2 separate regions of the Mus musculus genome follow, and region 1 is linked to region 2. Evidence: chromatin contacts called from public HiChIP or PLAC-seq data. All regions are on one chromosome and are shown on one strand. The core of a region is the stretch at or near the end of the contact, and the rest is flanking DNA. Distances in the headings are between cores, read along the strand shown. Region 1 overlaps Spon1 (spondin 1, (f-spondin) extracellular matrix protein). Region 2 holds the start of Spon1 (spondin 1, (f-spondin) extracellular matrix protein).

Region 1 (6,014 bases), core at 3,094-5,593, 62 kb before region 2:
CCACATTAGTGGGTCCTACCTCATTGACCACTAATTAAGAAAATACCCTGCAGGCTTGCCTGCATCCTGACCTTACAGAGGCATTTTTCTCAATTGAGGTTCCCTCCTCTCAGATGACTATAACTTGGGTCAAGTGGACATAAAATTAGGCAGCACAGTGACTAAAGAAGATATCACAATGTACAATTCTTTTTATAAGTTTTTGGATAAAATTTTGTATTCCTCTATTTTATATTTATACATTTTACATTTTTATTTTTTAGAATTTTATATATGAGAGCTATATCATTTGCACTAGCTTTCCTCCCCCTTTGACCCCTCCCATGTTCCCACCCCTCAACACCTTCTCAAATTTATTCTTTAATTAGTCACCAGTGACTCTGTCTAGGTGTGGGTTTATTTTTCTGTTTTGGGAGATTATTAATTATTGATTTGATCTCTTGAAGAGACATAGGTCTATTTCTTTTGATAAGAGTTTTGGACGATTATATCTTTTAAGATATTGGGCTGTTTCAGTCCAGGTTATCAAATGTGTGGTTATTAGAGTTGTTCACATTATTTATTAAAAATATTTGTAACTCTAGGGTCTGTACTGATATCCATTCTTTAGTTTCTACTTCAGTAGTTGGTGTCTTTTCTTTCTCAGACTGAATGAAAACTGTTCAGCTCAGTTATCTTAAAAAAAAAAAACAGATTTGGGCCTTGTTATCTTTCTCTCCATATTTTCAATTTCATTGATTTCTACTACTTTTAAAAAGTATTTATATGTTGAGAGTGTCCTAGATTTCATTTGCTATAATTTTTCTACTTTCTTGAGGTAAAAGCTCAGACCATTGCGTTTTAGATCGTTATTGAATAATACCATTCAATCTTGTAAATTACCCTCTGAGCACTGTTTTTATAACATCACATATATTTTGGTAAACTGTATTTTCCTGCTCATTTATTTGAAGTATGTAAAAAGTTCTTCTTAGAAATGGGTTATTTACCCTCCAAGTGTTTTGGAATTTTCAAACTTGCTGTTATTGGCTTCCTGTTTAAGTCTGGTGCAGACTGAAAATGGGCACTGTGTGATGTCTGTTCTTTTAGGTTAGTGAAGGCTTGTTTTAGGGCTCCGGATGTGCTCTAGCTTGGCAAACACACCACATAAATCTAAGAATGTGAAAAGTACTGTTTACAAGTGAGGTGGTCGATGCTGCCAGTTAGCAGGCAAGTGATGGTGCAGTTGTCTTCAACTAAGTTCTCAGTACTGTTCCCCCAGCTTCCTGGGTCTGCCCATGCCTGTTAGAGGCCTGTTGAGGTCTCCAGCTTGGCTTTTTCTTGAGATTTTAGCCTTGAATGTTTTTGATGCTCTGTGTTCAAATACATAGATTGCTGTCTCTTCTTCAAGAACTAATTTATTTAAGTCTGCATAATGCTCCTTTTTCTCATAATGACCACTCCTGCTCTGACGTTGTCTGTGATTAAAAGTTTCTTAGCGAGTCACTCTCTGCCCTCTTTTGATTAACACTAGCATGGTATATCTGTTTCTGACAATCTGTCTTTTAATTGGTGCGTTTAGATCACCGAAATTCAAGGTGATTAGTGGATTTATATTTATTACTCCTTTCTATGAGTTATCTTTGTTGCTTCCTGCCCACTTTCCTCCTTCACTCTTTTTCTCCCCCTGTGACTCTACACTCTGTAGACCAAGCAGTCCTTGAACTCAGAGATCTGCCTGCCTCTGCACCTTTAGTGCTGGGATTCAAAGTATATATTACCATACCCAGCCAATACTGAATATTTTTTATTCCATTTCCTCTCCTTTCATAGCTGAACAATTTTAATTATTATTTTTTTAAATCTGTTTGGGAGCTGGAAAGATAGATTAGTTGGTAAGCACATTAAAAAAAAATAAAGATTAGGACCTCAGTTCAGATTCCTAGCACCCACATAAACTTTTGGTATAGTGACACACTGTAACCTTAGCTTGGGGAGTACAGAGATAGGTGGATACTGGAGCTGGCCAGCTAGAGAACTCAGGCAAAACTATAAGGGTCTATGATTCGCCGAAGAATGATACCCCAGACTCCCATAGCATGTAAATGCAGTGTTTTATTCTGCAGAAGTCCAGCATGCTGGGGTCTCCCCATTTCCAAGATAGAGAGACAACCAAAGGAGCTCAAAGGGTAGATTTGAAGCTGGTTAGGGGATTGTGGGGTAGGTGGCCTCTCTCTTACTCCATCTCTACGAGCATTCCATTATTGGGGCATGGGGACTGGAAACTGTTACTGAGGAAGTCTGGGGTAGAACTAGAAACTTGCTGACCCATTGTCCTTGCTTCAGGCTAGGTGGCTGGGCACTTTCTAGTTTTTGACTAGCTGCCTGAAGCCTGGGTGTTGCTGTTGTTGTTGTTGTTTTTAACTGACTTGGCCAGTTTTTGGAAACAAAGAGTTAGGCCTAGTCTCCTTAACTGCCAATTTGAAGCCTGCCATGGAGTCAGCCTGACTCACTCCTCTCATTGGGAGGAACAGAGAATGACAGATTCCTGCTGACCACTGTCCTTCCCATGTGTGCTTGCCTGGGCACTTGCTCCTGCCCTCCCCCACCCCTACCTCACACATGCAAAAACCACATACACCAAAAATAAAAAGAGACAAAAAGCCTGTTTTTAATGGGTAGCCTACAATCTGTGGCATACATTTAGAGTAAATAAAATTCCACTTTCAAATTACAGCAGACTGCTTCACAGGACTGTAAATGCCTTAGGAGAACAAAGGCAGCAGACCCTCTCCTCTCATTCTTTCTGTCGTCGTTGTTGTTCATTTCCCTTAAACAGAAGCTTGCATATGAGCGCATGCACACACACACACACACACACACACACACACACACACACGAGTACACTGCTGATTTTGTTCTGAACAAGTTGTCACCTGTTAGATCAATTAAGAAAAAGAGGGGTTTTTTTTGTCTTCACATTCCTTTTCTGGTGTTCTTCTGAGCTATATCATTTGTCTTCTCTCTGAACACCTTCTAAAAACCATTTTTAGAAATTCAGTTCTAACTAGAAACAAATCCTCTCAGTTTTTATTTGTCTGAGAGAGTCTTTATGTCTTCACTTTTTAAGAATAATTTTGCAGGGTACAGAATTCTCGGTTTGGAGTTCTGTTTTTTTCTTTCTTTCCCTGAATATTTAAAACAAGTTAAATCCTTTCATTCTTTCTTTATTTTCTACTTTTCTGTGGTTTGTTGGTATTTTCTTTTTCTTCGTGTGTATTTGTTTTTAAAACTGGGTTGACTTAGATAGCCCAGACTGACTTAAGGCTCCCTGTCTCTGCTTCCTAGGTCTGGGATGTGGTACCCAACTTTCAGCTGTAACTTCTGCTTTCCTTCTCCCCAGACTCTCACACACATTTTGTACCCTTTGTGCTCATCCCAAAATTCTTAGTTACTGTGTTCTACCTTATTTCTTTCTCTCTGTTTTTTTTTCCTTCCCCACTTTCCCAAAGATGCATCTTTATCTCAGAGATTTCTTCCCCAGCTGTGCTTTCTGCTACAAGTCCACCGACAGCATTCGTCACCGTTCTTCATCTCTGTTATGCTGTTTTTTTGATGGGGAGCATTGTCCGTCAGTCATTCTTGGGCCTGGATTTCCATTTCCTTCCCACCTGTTCTCACCTGTGGTGCGCTTAGCATTTTAATTGCATTGTTTTAAAATTCCTACTATAATCCCAAACTTCCTGCTTATCTGACTCTACCCTGATTCTGAACCTTTTTCTTTTTAAATCCTTTAACAGGCCTTAACCTTTCCTGTTGGAAAGCAGATGTAATAGATGAGGTCAACTGAACTGCCAAACATAGGGCTTTTTATGGGATGTGGGAGGAAAGGGAGTGGTCTCCAGTCCTGCAGCTGGGTCTCCATCCTTTGGTGAGAGTGACCCTGGATTAGGAACATCATCTGAACATCGCATTTTCCACTCTTGGCTGGATTAGGGGCTTAGAGCTAGGTATTTCCCTTGCCTAGGGTTGGCATATCTCCTTCTACTGACAGGCATGATTAAGAGAAGAATGCTTGGCTATCACAAATTACTGGACGCATGAGAGATTTCCCTTCATTTTCCATTGTTGAGAGCTTGGTAGATCTGGCATTAAACTCACAAAACATTCTGGGACCTCCCCATGTCTGGGTCTCTCTGGTGCTTTTAGCTCTTGGAAGGATGCCCAGGGAATCCCACCCCCCACCCACCCCCATAATTCATCTGCCTCAGGGTAGGTTTTCCTGCCCTGGCCAGGGTTGCCATGGAAGGCTTTGCTTTGTTAAGTGGTGATTCTCTTTATTTGCTTGACTGCCTCTTTGATATTAGGGACAGCAAGTGGCTCTTTCTCTTGCTCCTCTCAGGTCCTAATAGTACACCAGCACAGACCAGCCCTAATAAGCAGTGTGCTGTGTTTCTCACAAATCCAGAGGCTAGGAGCCAACGCCAAAGTCTGTTCTTCATAGAGGGCCTCATTGCACCACACCCTCCCACAGTGGGAGACAGATAGGCCCCTCAGACCCCTTGTAAAGGGCCTGAATCAATTACTGATGGCCTCATAATCTAATCGTGTCCAAAGTCTATCTCTAATAGAGACAAGTTGGACAGCATGAATTAGCATGTGGACTTTCAGGGGCTGCAGCCACTCACATGCTCGGGCTCCCTTTGTTGACTTATTTTTCTGCAGTTCCTCAAAAGACTTGGTTTTGTTTTGGGGTTTGTTTATTTGTTTGGTTCCTGTTCATTCAGAATGGACAATGTGGCATCTTTCAGCTCCTTACAGGACAAACCAGCAACCAGAGTCACCTAGTTTTAATGGCACTTTTTCTCACCACCCCCCCTTCATGCAGAGTGAATGTGTAATTTATTATCCAAATCAGATAAAAGGGTCCTTTTTGCGGTGCCGGGGATCAAATCCAGGCTCTCCCAAATGCTCAGTGAGTATCCTACCACTGAACCACAGCCCTTCCTTCCCAAAGAGCCAACAAACAAAACTAAGACTTTGTTAGCCAGTGAGGGTAATCTTAACACATACCAGGCTTCCCCAAATTCACATGGGTCTGGCCTTTCTAGTCTGCCTCCCTAACCCCCGGCCCCATTCCCACTTTGTATTACAATATATTCTGACATCTAGAAAGTCTCGCAAGTCTTTCTTCCTCCATCATCTTTATTAGCATGTTAGATACTTGTGTTTTTTATTCTCAAAGGGTTTGTGCAAGCCCTTTATTGTTGTGGGTGCTGTATCTTTTTAGTTTGATTTAAAAAAAAAAAGTCTTTGTGCTGCTTCATAGAACTTTGGGATCTGGTCGGCGGAGTCCAACCTTATTGTCTCCCAACCCCAGCTCCTCCCCACCACTGCCACAAAGGTCCCATCTCATTCCCAGTCACAGCAGAGGTTTAAATCTCCCTCCAGCCCTCCTCTCTTCTCTCCCACTCGGACCCTCTCACTTGGCCAAAGCGAACAGCCCAGCATTATCAGAACAGACCCTTTCTCTCCCGCCGCCACCACCTGGTTCTCCTCTGTCTGTGTTGACAGAGACACATTCCTTCTCTCTCCCATCTGCCTTGTCTCCTCACACCAACACTTGTCCCTTTTCTCTAGTCCAGATTCAACCTTCGCTGCAAACAAAACCTTTTGCTGAAGCTCTTAAGCACATGCCACTCTTTCCCATTTAAAAGACCCTCTCTTAGCCTCCCCGAACCCCATAACCATCTGATCTTCCCTTTCTCCTTTCCATCATAGCCAAATCTTGACCAAACTTACTGCCTTCACCTCCTCCACATTCTTAAACCCAGTTCTGTGTATTTTCAGTGCATACTATCAAAATGTCTCTGGCTAAACCCTCTGCAATGCTTAATCTATTTGGTCCTGGTCCTTACCAATCTCCCACCCCACCCCGCACTGAGGCTTATCTCCCTAGCTTTCCCCACCCATTCTTTCTCTACTTTCTCTGCCCACTTGCCCTCCTCTGCTGGCTTTCAATAGCTCCAGGCTCA
Region 2 (6,318 bases), core at 3,689-6,188:
GTTTAAAAATCACATAATAAAAGGAAGGAATAATACAAGAACAGGAGAGAGATGGGATCGCTCTTTAGAAAAGCAAACCACAACAAAAGAAATCATTTATTTAAGAGGGTCTTTCCCAGCTTAAGTTTCTCAGCTCCTACATACATTATGCTCAAATACAAGCATCTGCAAGCCTAGTTATAAAACAACTGCATGTAAATGAAACAACTTATCAGGTTAGGTTTTGTCCCCCACCTACTTTGCCTTCTCATGAAGAGAATCCATTCAAGACTGAGGAGGTCCTGCATGGCCTAAACTGAACCTCTGCTTATGGGGAAAGGCAATACTGAAGTCTATTTAAAAAGGAAGACAGAAGGAGGAAGTGCTGGAAGACTCCATTGCTTTATGACTCTGTGTCCCCTGGTGTGATTGCCAAAATTTGTTGACTCAGTTCCCCTTCAAGGAAGTCTCACTACTCAGAAGGCTGAGGCTAGCCCAGTAAACTGCTTCTACTCCCAAGTCAGTTAAGAGTTGGCATAGAGGACTAGTGAAGAGCTGGGTCCTGTCTCACACTTTGACTGTGAGGAGCCTTTCTGGTGCTCAGTTTCATCTATAAAACAGGAACAGAATAAACTGCAGGACTGTGAGGAACAAGGGAGCCGAGTGAGGAGAAGTTAGCACAACGTCTTCTCTGTTGTTAGAATCCTCTCATAACATGTATCTCTGTGTATTTATATATGTGCACACACAAACATACACGCTGTACCCACTGTGTGCTGACCTCTTTAATCCTTATTTCCGGTCCTCATGATGCTTTGGGGGTGCCCTCCCCCCAAATGCCCTCACTTTACAGACAGGGAAACTGGTTTAGAGACATGTCATGGATTGCCTGCAGTCACATAGTAACTATGAAGAAATCCCATCATGAACGTTTGCATCATGAAATCCTATGTATTTTCTAACAGGCTGAGGTCCCTACTCACACTGGCAGTGTGTGTCCCAAACTGGGACAAAGAAGAAACGGCAAAGCTGCCTTGGAGGTCCCCAACCCTCTGGGTGTAGAATAAATCCCCCAATTATGCCTGCAGTTGGGCTAGCTTTTGAAATCTCTTGAACATTCTTTTCCCATCAAGTTCCTTGAAATTTCCCCTTTAAAGAGCATCTAGAAAAAGACACTCTCGTCAGCCTGACTTTATTTTCCCAATAAACAGACCTTGCTCAGACAAAAGAGCCTCCTTGATTTTCAATCAATTCGTGAACATTTCAGCTGATTTCCTGCTATTTGGCTTGAAATTGTGATCTGGGAAAGGCTGGCTCTGTAAACTGTCGCCCTAGAAGAGAAGCCCCTGGAGTATCCTCAACTTGTTATTTTTAATCACTGTAATCGCCTTTCAAAGGAGGCTCTGGTCAGAAACAGAGCGGGCCTTTCAGAGCTTTCTAAAGCACAATTATAGCACTGGGGTGGGGGGCAGCTAGAGGAAGAGGGAGGGAGGGTAGGGAGCAGGGGTGGGAGAGAAAAGGAAGTCAGACCCGCACTAGCTAGTTGGAGAAGGCTGAATGACCGCCCCAAACTCACCCAGGCTGTGGGGAAGAAGCGCCATGATTCAATTTGTTAAAATAGGGACCTTTTTATTCAAGTCTAGAATAGCCAAAGGCAATGGGGTGGGGGGCAATGGGGCACAGATGCTATTGGATGACAGACTGAAATAAAGGGCACAGATAGGAGGGAGGAGAAGGAGTCATTGATTCCAAGGACAGTGATGGGTGATGGATGCTGAAATGGGGGGAGGGGATTAAAAAGCAAGAGGAACACCAGGGGATGTTAATGTCTAAAACCTGAGTCAAGGCACTTAGGAGAAGACACTAAATTTACTTTAATGTGATATTGTAAGGAACTATAATCTAATGGGAAATGTCACAAACTAAGCTAGTGCCTTTTCTTTATAACTCTGAAACTGCTGTGTTAATTACAGAACACCTACCCAGAAGATTTTAGCATGCCTCTCCCTAGGTCTTTATTTCAAGATATCCTGGCCATTGGAGGGAGTAAAGACGTTATCCCCACCTACAGCCTGAGCAGGTATCACCATATTTCAAAACTCAAGGGTATAGTCCAGGGCCCCGGTCTGGTCTCAGGTCATCTCTGCTAGGCCTTGGCTTTACCTAAAACTTCTGGAACTTCTCTGGACATGTGATTGTGGAATGTGCCTCCCTCCCAGCGCTGAAGTGTGTGCTCAGCCAAACAGGACTGGTATGAGAGGGGATTCCAGGATGTTCCTGCTTAGCCAAAATCAACACACACACACACACACACACACACAGAGAGAGAGAGAGAGAGAGAGAGAGAGAGAGAGAGAGAGAGAGAGAGAGAGAGAGAGAGAGCGCCCTCTTCTTGGGTTTAAATTAAGAATAGTCATAGACAAGTATGAAGAAATCACCATTCACTCATTCATTAAATAAATTCATGAGGAGCCAGAAAAGGGCAACCATTTGTTCTCTGGTAGTTGGACTGGAGGAATGTTGACAAACTTTTCAACCAGAAGAGAGCACACACTGAATGCAATGAGCGGAGACAAAAAACCCCCATTTTTAAGTCAATAAAGAAAAGTCACTCTACCTAAACTAATGAATATTTGGGAACCTGCTGTCTCTTTGACACACTCACCTTTGTATGAGAACACAGCTTTTTTTTTCCAGGCTAGGAAACAGGCTCAGGCAAATCAAATGGCTTGCACGAAGTCACACAGCTGCTAAACCCAGGCCCTCTCATTCCCAGTCATCCCTTTCCCTCTGCTTTCCCAGTTAACTCAGGACTGTGTGCAGGGGGCCCTGAGGCGTTCTTGCCTTTTGGTCTGACCTGCCCCAGGTTAGGCGAGTATCAGTTTGTCCTGCACTGCCAGGTCTGAGACTCCTTTCACCAAGCTGTGTGCTTCCTCCCTGGCTGGGAGCTTTTTTTTTTTTTTTAATCCAACATCTTTCTTCGGAAAGAAGGATCTTGTGGACTCCTTAAGGAACAAAGCCGATCCTGGTCAAGGGCTGAGGGGCTGAGGGAGTCGGTGCCTGGAGCCTGAGTGCATAGTTTGGAGTGGAGAATTACAACTCCACCAACCCGACCAGGAAAACAGAAGCCACTTTCTGGGAAGTGCAGTCGCTGGGTCTGGTACTGCCCCAAACTTTCTCCCAGTGCTCCCAACCATTTCCTCTCGCAACTCTCTGGGGGAACCAGGAAGGCAGCAGCTGGAAGCCCAGTTCTTCCGCCAAGTTCTCCAGTGATCTGCTCTTCCCCATCAGGCACCAAGCAGACTTAGGGCTCTGGAGGAGACCCTAGGTAAAATATAGTAATTTTCCCCAGGGTCCTGCCTGGGGACAGCCAGCTAATGCTTGTTTAAAAAAAAAAAAAAAAAAAGAAAGAAAGAAAGAAAGAAAGAAAAAGGAAAAGATATCTGGGGAGCCTATAGACCTACTAAGCAGGGAGTGTGAGGATGGAGGAGGAGGTGACTGGAGTCTTCAGGTGGGTGTGGGCCTAGCTGTTGGTCATGCCAGAAATCGCCCACCTGCTTGTACTGCCTTTCCCTGTGCTCTGAGCCCTACTCTCTACTGAGCTGCGTAAAGCTGGGCATCCCCAGGGCGCACAGCGTCTAGGCCGCCAGAATCAGAATCGCGTTCTGGGAATCCTGGGTCTGTTTTCTATCGTCACATTCCACCTTCCATTGAGAGACTACCCGTGTTGGGTTGTTTGTTTGTTTGTTTGTTTGTTTGTTTTTGAGGACCCTATTGCCATTGAAACCTGTCCTGGAAATCCAAGGGTCTCTGTCTTCTCCTGGGACATAAGAGAGTAATTCGGGGATCTTTCTGTGGACCCTTCAGGTTCCTCCTTCCCCTAACCTGAGACTGGTTAGGGACCCATCCAGGAAGTGAGAGTCCTGCTTGATCTAGAAGCTGGTATCTCTCCTTCGAGGATGAAAACCATGGGAAGAGATGCCCTACCTGGGACCCACCTGAGAGTACCCTCTTCCCCAGAGAGCGATAAGGAGAAATGTGTGTGTGTACTTCACTCTCGCCAACAGCTGGAGCGAAGTCGGGCTCCCTCCCAGCCAGGCTGGTGTGATGTGTGGCTCGGCTGTATTCCCCGGCTCGGGAACCCTGCGTTGGAGACCGGGGCTGTCTCTCCTGCCTGTAGCCTCCCCGACGGCCCCCTCCTCCCCCGACACTGTCTTGTTGGGTATAGTATAGAGCTGGCAGCTAAGGGGCTCAGGGCAGCCAGGTCACGGCCCCGGGCTGGGATGCGCAGACGTGGTACACTCGGGGACTGCGCTCCCGGCTCCAGCCTTGCTCGGGTCAGTGCCCTAGGGGTTCCTAGATCTCCGGTCCCCAACGCCATTCCACTCACCTCGGTAGCTGCTTCCTGGCTTATAGAAGTCAGGGTCGCCTTCCACGCGGAGGCTGAACTCCGTGTATCCCTCACGCCGTGTGCCCTGGGCGCGCAAGATGCGGCTGCAGTAGCCCTCCGACTTGGTCACTTTGTCCAGGGTCTCATCTGAGAAAGCTAGCGCTGCGGCCAGGGGCAGCGCGAGGGCCAGCAGCGCCGGACCCCGGCTAAGCCTCAGGGACACGGGAGACAGCCTCATCCTCGAGGGCCCCCCAACTTTATGCGGATGTTGCAGACCCTGTCAGGACACTCCTGCTCCAAGTGACGGGAGCTGCAGAGGCGAAACCTGGAGGAGCCCGGGTGGCGCTGGCGGTGGGGAGACCGTGCCCGCCTCGCTTTGGCGGCTGCGGAGCTGCGCTGCTCTGAGCGGAGCCGAGCAGCGGAGCTGAGGGGCGGGCGGTGGCGAAGGAGCGCGAAGAGGGAGGGCTGATTTGCGCCCGGATCCCCCAGCGCAGTGCTGTTTTGTTTCTGAGCTGGCGATTAGCGGGCGCTCTGGTGTTTGTTTTGTGAAGCTGGATTCCCAGGGTCTGGTGGGAGAGAGCCGGGATACGCAGACACGTGCTGGCTCAATCTACCCTGCCACCAACGAGGCTGCTTCCTCGGTATCCAGTTCCAGCTTGGGTCCTGTGGACCACAGTGCTCTGAGGAGGGAAAGCCTGCCAACTTAACTTTTGTTGCAAACCTACTCAGTGCCAGGCTGCGCTGCTGCAAGGTTTCCCCGCGGCGGCATCAGTCTACCACGTGCACTAGCGCCACACACCGTAATCATTTATTTATAGACAAGCAGATCCCCGCAGGCCACCTTTGCTGTGCTGGCCCGCTGCCTCTTACCAGGCCACCATATAACATATCACGCTAGAGGACCAGCAAGGAGCCCGAGACTTAGGCCCTGAGAGCAGCTGGCACAATGCCTTGGCCATAATTTTGAAGATTTTTTAAAATGTTTTTCTTTTAAAACAAGAGGAAAAGTTACTATTGAAGAAAATATTTTTTGCTACATATTAGTTTATTCAGCAGTGTATCTAAGCAATCATAAACTGTGAGGTTTTAAGAAGGAGGGGGCTTACAAAAATAAGTGTCTATTGCTTAGGAGCCTGGCCATTTTGAAATGTTCAAAGAAGGGCCTGTGTTTTCTTGGCTTAGATATTTAGTTCAGGCTCTTAGCCTCCAGGGACAGGTTTTTGGGAGAGGCCATAAGCCGGAATCTCTCTCAATGTCTCTCTGCCTCAGCCTTGTCATTTATCCATTGTGAGGTTAGGTCAGACATCCTTTCCAAGCGTGTTCCCTGCCCAGGAAGCATGGGGCAGGAGCGGGCGGCAGCTATTGAACCAGAGCTGTGTATGCCGAAATTTGGCAAAATCTCTCATGTGGAATACTTTGCCTCAGGAGACACCCTACTTGAAGATACCTGAATGCCATTGCTGCACACAAGCCTCCCCTGCCCCCAATGCCCTGAAAGGCTGCATTATTCTCCTTTATTCTTCCCAGGGCCTTGAATACTTCTCAAGTGCCTGCATCTAACAAGCAGTTTCGTCCACTTTCCAGACTCGCCTTTCCTCTTCCTCTTAGATTACAAACAGCCCAATAGAGCCATCAATACTGGAAATTCCATTCCTCACCCCATCCACTAACCACTGATCCCTCAGTCCTATGGTGTGACTTGTACTACCACCGTCAACTGGATGCTATCTTTCAGAAGTCACTGAGGAATAAGCCTTGTGGAAGGCCTTGTGTACTTCTCAGCCTTAGGAGAAAGCATGAGAACTGGACCTCAGCCTCTGATCCAACAGACCAGCTCTCTCCTATGTGCATCTTCAGATCTGGACTGTAGAGTGAGCCAGCTGACTCAGGGTTCTAGACTGACTCCATGTTTGGGTTCCCATTCCCCCCAGCAAGCTTTGTTGCATGTA

The links. HiChIP or PLAC-seq counts read pairs in DNA pulled down with a chosen protein or histone mark.
Region 1: an H3K4me3 HiChIP or PLAC-seq map of neural progenitor cells shows a contact between it and region 2, with 45 read pairs. The contact joins the enhancer-like site here to the promoter of Spon1 in region 2. A contact is called at or near these places in 2 of 39 promoter capture datasets (cranial neural crest and hippocampal neurons), 6 of 484 Hi-C or Micro-C datasets (the HL-1 cell line, bone marrow-derived macrophages, embryonic fibroblasts and 3 more), 6 of 115 datasets of contacts at active chromatin or transcription factors (cardiomyocytes, embryonic forebrain, embryonic stem cells and 2 more) and 2 of 9 other capture datasets (adipose tissue and liver).

Annotation. Positions count from the first base shown.
Region 1 is chr7:113,826,695-113,832,708 of GRCm38.p6, reverse strand. All of the region lies in intron 2 of Spon1 (spondin 1, (f-spondin) extracellular matrix protein), which reads right to left. Among named protein-coding and RNA genes, the nearest start is that of Spon1, 64 kb to the right of the region's middle. Within about 2 kb of position 4,343, at least 23 of the 459 cell types and tissues checked have an H3K27ac peak or open chromatin away from gene starts, as enhancers often do. A contact at or near this core is called in neural progenitor cells and stem cell-derived neural progenitor cells, where this site is marked.
Region 2 is chr7:113,764,618-113,770,935 of GRCm38.p6, reverse strand. It overlaps Spon1 (spondin 1, (f-spondin) extracellular matrix protein), which reads right to left and starts at 4,938. Exons shown (of 16, transcript NM_145584.2): 1 at 4,370-4,938. The coding sequence starts at 4,607.